Linked DNA regions of Sus scrofa: region 1 is linked to region 2. A link is a contact called in public promoter capture Hi-C data. All regions are on one chromosome and are shown on one strand. The core of a region is the stretch at or near the end of the contact, and the rest is flanking DNA. Distances in the headings are between cores, read along the strand shown. Region 1 holds the start of P3H3 (prolyl 3-hydroxylase 3). Region 2 holds the start of RBP5 (retinol binding protein 5, cellular).

What was found. Promoter capture Hi-C pulls out the DNA fragments that hold promoters and counts their contacts.
Region 1: a promoter capture Hi-C map of fetal liver shows a contact between it and region 2, with 4 times the contacts expected there. The contact joins the promoter of P3H3 here to the promoter of RBP5 in region 2. A contact is called at or near these places in 1 of 5 promoter capture datasets (fetal liver), 1 of 47 Hi-C or Micro-C datasets (skeletal muscle) and 1 of 2 datasets of contacts at active chromatin or transcription factors (alveolar macrophages).

What each region holds. Positions count from the first base shown.
Region 1 is chr5:63,882,685-63,886,944 of Sscrofa11.1, reverse strand. It overlaps P3H3 (prolyl 3-hydroxylase 3), which reads left to right and starts at 1,651. Exons shown (of 14, transcript XM_005652597.3): 1 at 1,651-2,595; 2 at 3,458-3,610; 3 at 4,234-4,260. The coding sequence starts at 2,110. It overlaps GPR162 (probable G-protein coupled receptor 162), which reads left to right. Exons shown (of 5, transcript XM_013987412.2): 4 at 70-227; 5 at 471-1,235. The coding sequence ends at 1,022.
Region 2 is chr5:63,598,732-63,602,825 of Sscrofa11.1, reverse strand. It overlaps RBP5 (retinol binding protein 5, cellular), which reads right to left and starts at 1,644. Exons shown (of 4, transcript NM_001145223.1): 1 at 1,490-1,644; 2 at 1,021-1,199. The coding sequence starts at 1,562. The region is part of intron 1 of CLSTN3 (calsyntenin-3); the gene reads left to right.

The DNA of each region.
Region 1 (4,260 bases), core at 402-2,901, 280 kb before region 2:
AAGCTTTATGAGGGGGTTGGGGGGTGGGTATTCCCTGCTTGTAACCACTCTGCCCCTTTTATCTCCTAGATGGGGGCTGTGATGACTATGCAGACGGCCGAGTGTGCAAAGTTCGCTTTGATGCCAACGGGGCCACAGGACCAGGGGGCAGGGACCCCGCCCAAGTGAAGCTGCTGCCTGGAAGGCACATGCTTTTTCCCCCTCTTGAGAGGGTCCATTACTTACAGGTATGGGACGAGGCCATACACCTCCGACTGTGGGTATCCCCTCCCTCCTTTTCTGCAGTCTCTCATCCCTCCCTAGTCCGGGCCTGCAGGGCACAGACCTGCCAGAAGCCGGCTCGCCCATCAGAGGCGTTTTTTTGCGAAAGTGTAGGGGTGGAGCCACTTGCAGAGAGTCCCCGTTTCAGTTTCTGCCTCTGCCCCCTTTGTCCCTGCAGCACCTCTGGGTCTACTTCCTCCTCTCCCCAGGTCCCTCTGGCCCGCCGTCTGTCCCATGATGAGACCAACATCTTCGCTACTCCTCGGGCACCAGGCTCCTTCCTGCACAAGTGGTCATCCTCTGATGACATCCGGGTCCTCCCAGCCCAGAGCCGGGCCCTAGGGGGCCCTCCTGAGTACCTGGGACAGAGACAAAGGCTGGAGGATGAGGAGGATGAGGAAGAGGCTGAAGGTGGGGGGCTGGCCAGCCTCCGCCAATTCCTGGAGGGTGGGGTTCTGGGGTCAGGTGGGGGACCTCCATGGGGTCCAGGCTTCTTCCGAGAGGAGATCACCACCTTCATTGACGAGACGCCTCTGCCTTCTCCGACTGCCTCGCCGGGGCCCTCTCCTCGCCGGCCCAGGCCCCTGGGCATCTCACCCCGCCGACTCTCCCTTGGGTCCCCTGAGAGCAGAGCCATTGGACTTCCTTTGGGCCTAAGTGCAGGGCGACGCTGCTCCCTGACAGGAGGTGAGGGGGGCGCACGAGCTTGGGGAGGATCCTGGGGCCCAGGTAACCCCATCTTCCCCCAGCTGACCCTTTGAGCCCAAGTGGGCCTGCTGGACTGAGAGGAGGTGGGGCTGGGTGGGTAACACCTCGTTCTATACCTGAGCCTAAGGCGGCTGCCTCCAGACTCTAAGGAGATGGGCTGGATCGGGGGCCCTGGAACTCCTGCTGTCATCCCGTCACCGGATGCCCAGCTCACCTTCCGTCATCCCTAGCAAAATGTATTAAAGTCTGAAGTGTTACCATGAAAACCTCTGTGTCCAGTGTGCTGTGGTGGCAAAGGGGATGGTCAGAGGCTTGGGGAGTGGAATGGCTCAGAGAGGACAAAACAGAGCAGAGACAGTGGACAGAGGCGCAGAAATATACACAGAGGAAGAGAGACACGCGGACAACACAGAGACAGGCTTAGGAGGGCATCTCCTGCTGGGGTGGGGGGTATGGGGAGACTCTTGAGCTTGCTGGTTTTGGGTGTGAAGGATATTTGTTGAGATCGTAGGGGTGGTTTTACAGGACATCTCTACCTCCCATGCTTCAGCTTGCCTCCTTTTCCCAAATCTGTGTGTGCCCACTTTCTGGGCAGGAAAGGGTTTGGGCAGACTTGGTGTCACAGGCCTGGAGTTTATCCTCCCCCCTGCTGCATTCTAAAGCTCTTTTTCCAAAAGCCTGCGTGGGTGGCTGGGTGTGTGGGAGGCAGGCACGCTCCCTTTCCTGGACTCTAGGCTGGAGGGGAACATTGCTGCAGTAGGTACTCCCGCCCCAAGGGCCTCTGGAGTTGGAGTCCGGAGTCCTAAGAGGCTCCTCAGGGTGCCTTAGGCCTGCTCCAGTGCCAGCCATCGGCTCCGCTCGCTCCACGGTCTGTTTCTCGTCCCTGCCACCTCGCTTATCCTAAAGCCCGCTTCACCACGTTCTGCCAGGCGTTCTCTGACTCCTGTCTCCCAGACCGGCCTCTCCCAGGGTTGTCTCGGCTCCATCAGCGCCGGTCGGTGCCGCTCTTTCCTCCCCTCTTCCTCTCCTCCCTCCTCTCCATCTCTCCTTCCTTTCCCCTCCCTCTCCCTTCCCCCTTTCCTCCCTCTCCCTCTCGGCTCCCGCAGTTCCCTCGGGCAGCCGGCCGGCGGCTCTGACACGATGCTCCGGCTCCTCTGGTTGTTGCTGCTCCTGCTGCTGCTGCCTCCCCCGGGGTCCCCCGAACCCCCCGGCTTGGCCCCGCTGTCCCCGGGGGCGCCCCCTCAGGCCCCCGACTTGCTCTACGCCGACGGGCTGCGCGCTTACGCGGCCGGGGCCTGGGCGCCGGCTGTGGCTCTGCTGCGGGAGGCGCTGCGGAGCCGGGTGGCGCTGGGCCGCGCGCGGCGGGACTGCCAGGAGCGCTGCGCCGCCGAGCCGGGGGCCGCGCTCCCCGCCCTGCTCGCCGCTGCCCCGGGGCCCGGAGCGGCGCGGGGCGCCTGGGAGCCGCTGCTACTCCGTGCCGCGCTCCGGCGCGCCGAGTGCCTGACCCAGTGCGCCGCGCGGAGGCTGGGCCCGGGGGGCGCGGCGCGGCTCCGCGTGGGGAGCACGCTCCGGGACGCCTTCCGCCGCCGGGAACCCTACAACTACCTGCAGAGGGCCTACTACCAGGTGCGCGGCCCCAGGGATCCCCCGCCCAGCTGCTGTCCTCCTCCCGCTCCCGGGAGGGGCGGCGTGCCAGCGCCCGGACTCGGGTGGGGCCGTGCTGATGGGACCTCTCCCTTGGAGTCGTTCATATCAAACCGCGGCAAGCACCCATCGAGGTGGCAGAGGGACAGCCTCGGGAGAGTGGGAGCAAAGTTGGAATGGGCGTCCTGCCTCGGGGTGGAAGTAGAAGACGGAGGGGCCTGGAGTTCTAGGAAGTCTTACTGGGACCTTCGTGGGGTGACAGCCGCCCCTTCCTGGGAACGAGGCGGAGGGGCTAGGGACTGGAGAGCATGAGGGCGGGGGTGGGGGGTGAGTGTGAACCTCCACTTCTGGGCAGGAGAGAGCTTCGGCAAAGTAAGAAGAGGGAGGCAGGGCTGAGGGGCCCGGTGTCCTGGGGGCGGGGGCAGTGGACACTGCGCAGCTACTGGTACGGTAGCTATTGCCTACTAATGCCTACGTGGCCGGGGAAGGGGGGCGCTGGTCACCCACACCTCAGCCCAGGGTCCTAGAGACCTGCGGCTTTTGCTGGTCGCTCAGGTCAGCCCCATGTCCCCATGTCACTCAGCCATTACTTCCACCTTATCTCCCAGACTTCAAACCCAGATCCCTCTGCCCATATCCCACCCATTCCATTCTTCAGACCCCTTCTTCTTAGCTACCAGACTCCTGATTGTCCCAACATACTGGGGGTCTGGAGATTGGGAGGTGGGCTGTTCTGAAGGCTCTTGGGCAGTGCCAGGGGCATCTGGGGTGGGCAGGCTGGGAAGGGGGCAGAGTTTGACCCCCCCACCTCAGGGCTGACTCCCTCATCCTTCTCGATTCTCAGCTCAAGAAGCTGGACCTGGCCGTGGCCGCAGCGCACACCTTCTTTGTAGCAAACCCCACACACCTGCAGATGCAGGAGGACATGGCTAAGTACCGACGGATGCCTGGGGTTCGGCCCCAGAGCTTCCGAGACCTGGAGACGCCCTCATATTGGGTAAGACCCTCAGCATGACCCGTGTCCCGCTCCCAGCCCTTGGCTGGGTACACAGGCCTCACTGGACTGGAGCCCTGTGCACTGGGCATCAAGAAATCTGGGTATAGTCAGAGTTCCCATCGTGGCTCGAAAGGTTGAGAACTCACCAGTGTCCTTGAGGATGCAGGTCCTTCCCCAGCCTTGCTCAGTGGGTTAAGGATCCGGCATTGCCACAAGCTGTGACATAGGTTGAGGATGCAGCTCAGATCTGACCTTGCTGTGGCTGTGGTGTAGGCCAGCAGCTGCAACTCCAATTCGACCATTAGCCCAGGAACTTCCATATGCTGCAGGTGCGGCCCTAATCCTAAAAATGTTTAAATAAATCAATAAATCTGGGCACCTGTCCTCACTGACCCTGTGGAGGAGTCTCTCTCTGGGACTTGTTTTCTCCCCGAGCATCATGAAGTCCCCTGTTCTAGCATTCAGGTTCTGAGTCCCGCCCCTGTATTCCCCAAGGCGAACTGAAATCTGGAGTCCAGACCCCAAATGAGACCAACACCCCTCCCCTCCTTTCCACCTCCCAGTCTAGTTTGGCACCCCCTCCCCCAGCATCACAGGTGACTGACCACTCCCCTCCCCAACAGGCAGCCTATGACACTGGCCTGGAGCTA
Region 2 (4,094 bases), core at 395-2,894:
TATCTTTTATTCAAACTAAAACATCCCCCAAATTGTTATTTCTGCATGTAATCGATACAAAAATTCCTGCAACGTCTTATACGTTTTGGGGGATTGTCTTTAAAATCCCAGTATGTGTTTTATAGTGACAGCACATCTCAAGCTGGACCAGGTACATTTCAAAAGTTCAATATCTATGTATGGCTAGGAGCTACCATATTGGATAGCACAGAAACGTTATGAAGGTTGCACATATAAAGGTTATAAGGATGCACATGTGCATGCTTGTGTGAGCATGTGTGTGTGGGGAGCACAGAGGTAAGAGAATACAAGATAATGACTGTGACTTCTATGCTTTGGTCCTGCTGGTCATTGTGATTGACGGAAACAGTAACTATAAAAGCAGGAATAGATTCATGTAGGAAGATAACCCCTTTGGGTTTGACCTTGGGACATGCAGATGGAAACATTTTGCAGGCAGTTGAAACTTGACCCTGGGGCACAGGTGGTACCTCTGGCTGGAGAATCCATGCCCGGGGGAGATTATAGATGGTAACCGAACACATCTACATGGGTGTAGATGATTTAGCCCATGGATGCTACACAGGCAAGAGAAAGTCAAGAACAAAATACTGGGGGAAACTCCAGTTTACAGCATGAAGAGGGGAATTAGGGTCTGCGAAGGAACATGTAAGAAGCAGAAAGAGCTGCATGGGAGTGGAGGGATAGAAGCTGGGGGCAAAGATGCTGTGGGTCCACAGGGTCACAGGTGAGAGGGTGAGCACATGTTTGCTCTTGGCCTGAGGGTGGCCTGCCCTTTTTGTCCTTTTGGCTGGTGCTAAGAGGGGGCAGGAGAGAGGAGGAGGGAGGGAGTGGGCCTGGGTGAGTAACAGCAGGAGCCTGTTAGCCTAGGGATCCCACAGCCTGCTGTGTCATCACCCACTCACCCCCCCACCCCCCGCTGCTGGGAGAGGCTACTTTGTTCAGCCCCAGACGGTTAAGAGACCCCCCTGCTCCTCCCCACAAGCCTGAGCAAGTTACCTGGCACTTTCGTCCATCCACGATGCCTAGGTCCTCCTCAAACTCCACCCCCACCTCGAATTCCAGCACGTAGTTTCGGAAGGTGCTCAGGGTCTTCACGGTCATGTGGTTGCCCCGATGGTCGATCTCCTTGTCCGGCTTGAGCAGCAGCGCGATCTTGCGCAGAGCCAAGTTGATGTCTGTGGGGGCTGTCTCTTAGCAAGGGTCCTCTTGGCCAGCCGGCCAGGGGTGCCCCCCAACCCACGGCAGCAGCCTGGGGCTGGGAGCGGCCCCTCAGCTGGGTCTGGGGCTGTGCATTTACTCCCTCCAAGCAACGCCCCTGTCTAGAAAAGGGCCCCAAGTTCAGCTCCAGCACCTGAGCCTTTCCACGCTGTCCAACCTGCCTCCCCTGCACCTCAGTGGGACGGGAGGCTGGAGGGGAGAGGAGAGAAGGGGAGAGAAAGGGTTTGGGGAAGGGTGAGGCCATTACTCAGGGCTTGCAGGTAGTCCTCCAGGTTCTTCTGTGAGACAAAGCGGTAGTAGCCGGTGAGGTTGGGAGGCATCGTCCAGGCTGGCCAAGGTCAAGGCTTCAGGAGGGTGTAGGAGCCAGAGTGAGGAGGGAGGGAGTGTTGTCTGACAGGGGAGGCTGGGGGACGCCAGGCCAGCCTCCCAGCACACACAGAGGCAGCCCATGTAAAGGTCTGTGCTCCCGGGGTTTTTATAGACCTGGGGCCCTGTTGCAATAAGAGCTCCACCAGCTCCCCCTCCTCCACCAGCTCCCCCTCCTCCACCCCCGACGATGAGTGAGTGAGGCTCACGTCTGCAGCCCCGAGGGAGGGGCAGGGACTTGGCAAGGCTGTGCCTGACCTCGGCTTTTCCGGAGGAAGGAACCTGGACGAGGGTCTGAGGCTATGCGGCAGGCAGGACAGGAGCCTTTCTGAAGCTCCGTGTTGGCTTCCAGCCCATTTCTGGCAGGCTTGGGAACCTTCTCGAACCCCGAGGGGCAGCCTCATCTGGGAGGAAGCTGGTCTGGTTGTGTGGAGTAGGGACTCTTCCAGACTCACTCAGGGTTGAGTCCTAACAACGTCTTGAGATCCTGGGGCTGAGTCAGGGATCCTGAAAGGTGTGAGGGGGAGGAGGGGAGGGGAAGGAGAGAGGCAAGCCAGCTGGCCGGGAGCCCCAGTGGAGAAAATTCTAGAGTGCTGGCCCCCACAGCACCTTCTGCCGGCTTCGCTGAGCTGGGGCCCCAGTGCTGGCATTCCAGACTCTGTCCTGTAGAGAGAATGTCCTACATACTTCATTGGGAGGGAAGCAGAGAAACTGCAGAGGGAGCTGACCGCAGCCTGATGAGCTGCTGAGTTCAAAGTCTGGAGCAGAGGTGAGGGAGGAGTTGGTTTGGCTGTTCTGGAGAATTTTACAAACCCAGGGGTTTCCCTCCCCCTCTGGAGTCACTGCTGATGCCATGACCTGCCCCTGTCTGGGGCTCCTGGACCGCCCATGTACCAGAGGTAATTGCCATGGAGGGTGTGTGCCCCACCACCAACTCCCTTCCCCGCCACGCACACCTCTTCTCTGCCTCTCAAACCTACCGACGTCCTCAGCTTCAGAACCCACAGGGCTGGTTCTTCATGGTTTAAGGTGGGAAATTCAGGGAGAGGGAGGCAGAGAGTAGGCCATGGGAAAAATTCCACCTAGAGGTGAACTGCCCTGACAGGTGTGTGTGTTTGTGTGTGTGTGTGTGTGTGTTGGGGGTGGGTGGGGGATGAGCACAAACATCTCACATCTCCTCAAGTCCCAGACCTCTGTCCCCCTGTCTCTGACCTTGCTGACCACCCGGTGGCTTCCCCAGAGACCTGGGGTTGGCAGCTGAAATGCTAGCATCTCTGGGGGCTCAAGGCTGTGGGGTTTACTTCACTGTTCCCAGGAGGCACACATAGCAGGGATGGAATGGGCTGTGAAAAGAGGTTAGTGCAGAGTTGGGGGTGGTGGCTGTGGGGTGACGTGGATACTGTCCCTCCTCGCCTCCCTCGGGTCCCCGTTGACGTCTCCTCTCCCCACCCCCGGGGCTTCTGGCTTCTCGAGGCTCCCCATGTCCCTCTTTTTTTCCCCACCCCCTCTTCCTCCCCAGCCCCCGCAGTTCCCTGGCTCCCCCAAAATGCAGTCAGGGGAAAAAGCCCTAACACATCCTCCCGCCCCTGCTCCCCAGTCCCATTGGTTCCCTCCCCCCCTGCAGCACCTGGCCCCCCCAGTCGCCCCATTGGTCGGCGGCTCCATCAGTCCCGGCCCGGCGGTGCTGACGTCATCCTGCAGTAGCGGGGATGGGGTGGGAATGAGAGAGAGAGTGAGGACGCGGGGCTCCAGAGCGAAGGAGAAGCCACTGCAAGTCCCCCACCTCAGCCACCAAGGTTGGGGTCTGCCCGGGTCTGCTCTATGGACTAGAGCGGGCGTCAGGCTCCTCTCGATCTCGGCCCCACTGCTGGCGCTCTTGCCTTCCCTCCTCGGGCAGTCCCTGCAACCCTCCCCCAAGGTGGATAAGCGGGCTTGAGGCTCCCAGGGGAGAGCGATCGCGGGGGGGGCCCTGCCCTGCCCGCCCCGCACCATGACCCTCCTCCTGTTGTCCCTCGTGCTGGCCTCCCTGCTCCCCTCCAGCTCCTGTAACAAAGGTGAGTGAGGTGGGGTGGGGGCCCTGAAAGAGGGGGTATCCAAGAGGCCCATGTGAGGGTCAGGGTGGGCAGGAGCCAGGAAGGCTCCTCTGGCACCTGACAGGTGGTTCTTCAGACCATCCCCCTTCCCACCCATTTTTTCAGACCTGCCCTCTTCTCTTCTCCCTGGAACCCCCCTGCCACCTTCTCCTCTCTGGTCCATCTCTACCCATGTGCTTCTCTTGCTCCCATTTGGTCCCCTTTCCCATCTTGGGGTCTCTATCTCCCCTCCTCCCATGCCTCCCTGCTGGAACTAGCTCAGATCTCGGTGGGACTTGCCCCTGAGGGGCGATGAACATCTCTGGGCGGTTCTTGGTTTGAGGCGGGGTGTGCCAGCACTAAGGGTGTGCGGAGAAACCGTGCCTTGCAGCTCAGCCATTCGGAGCACGTATG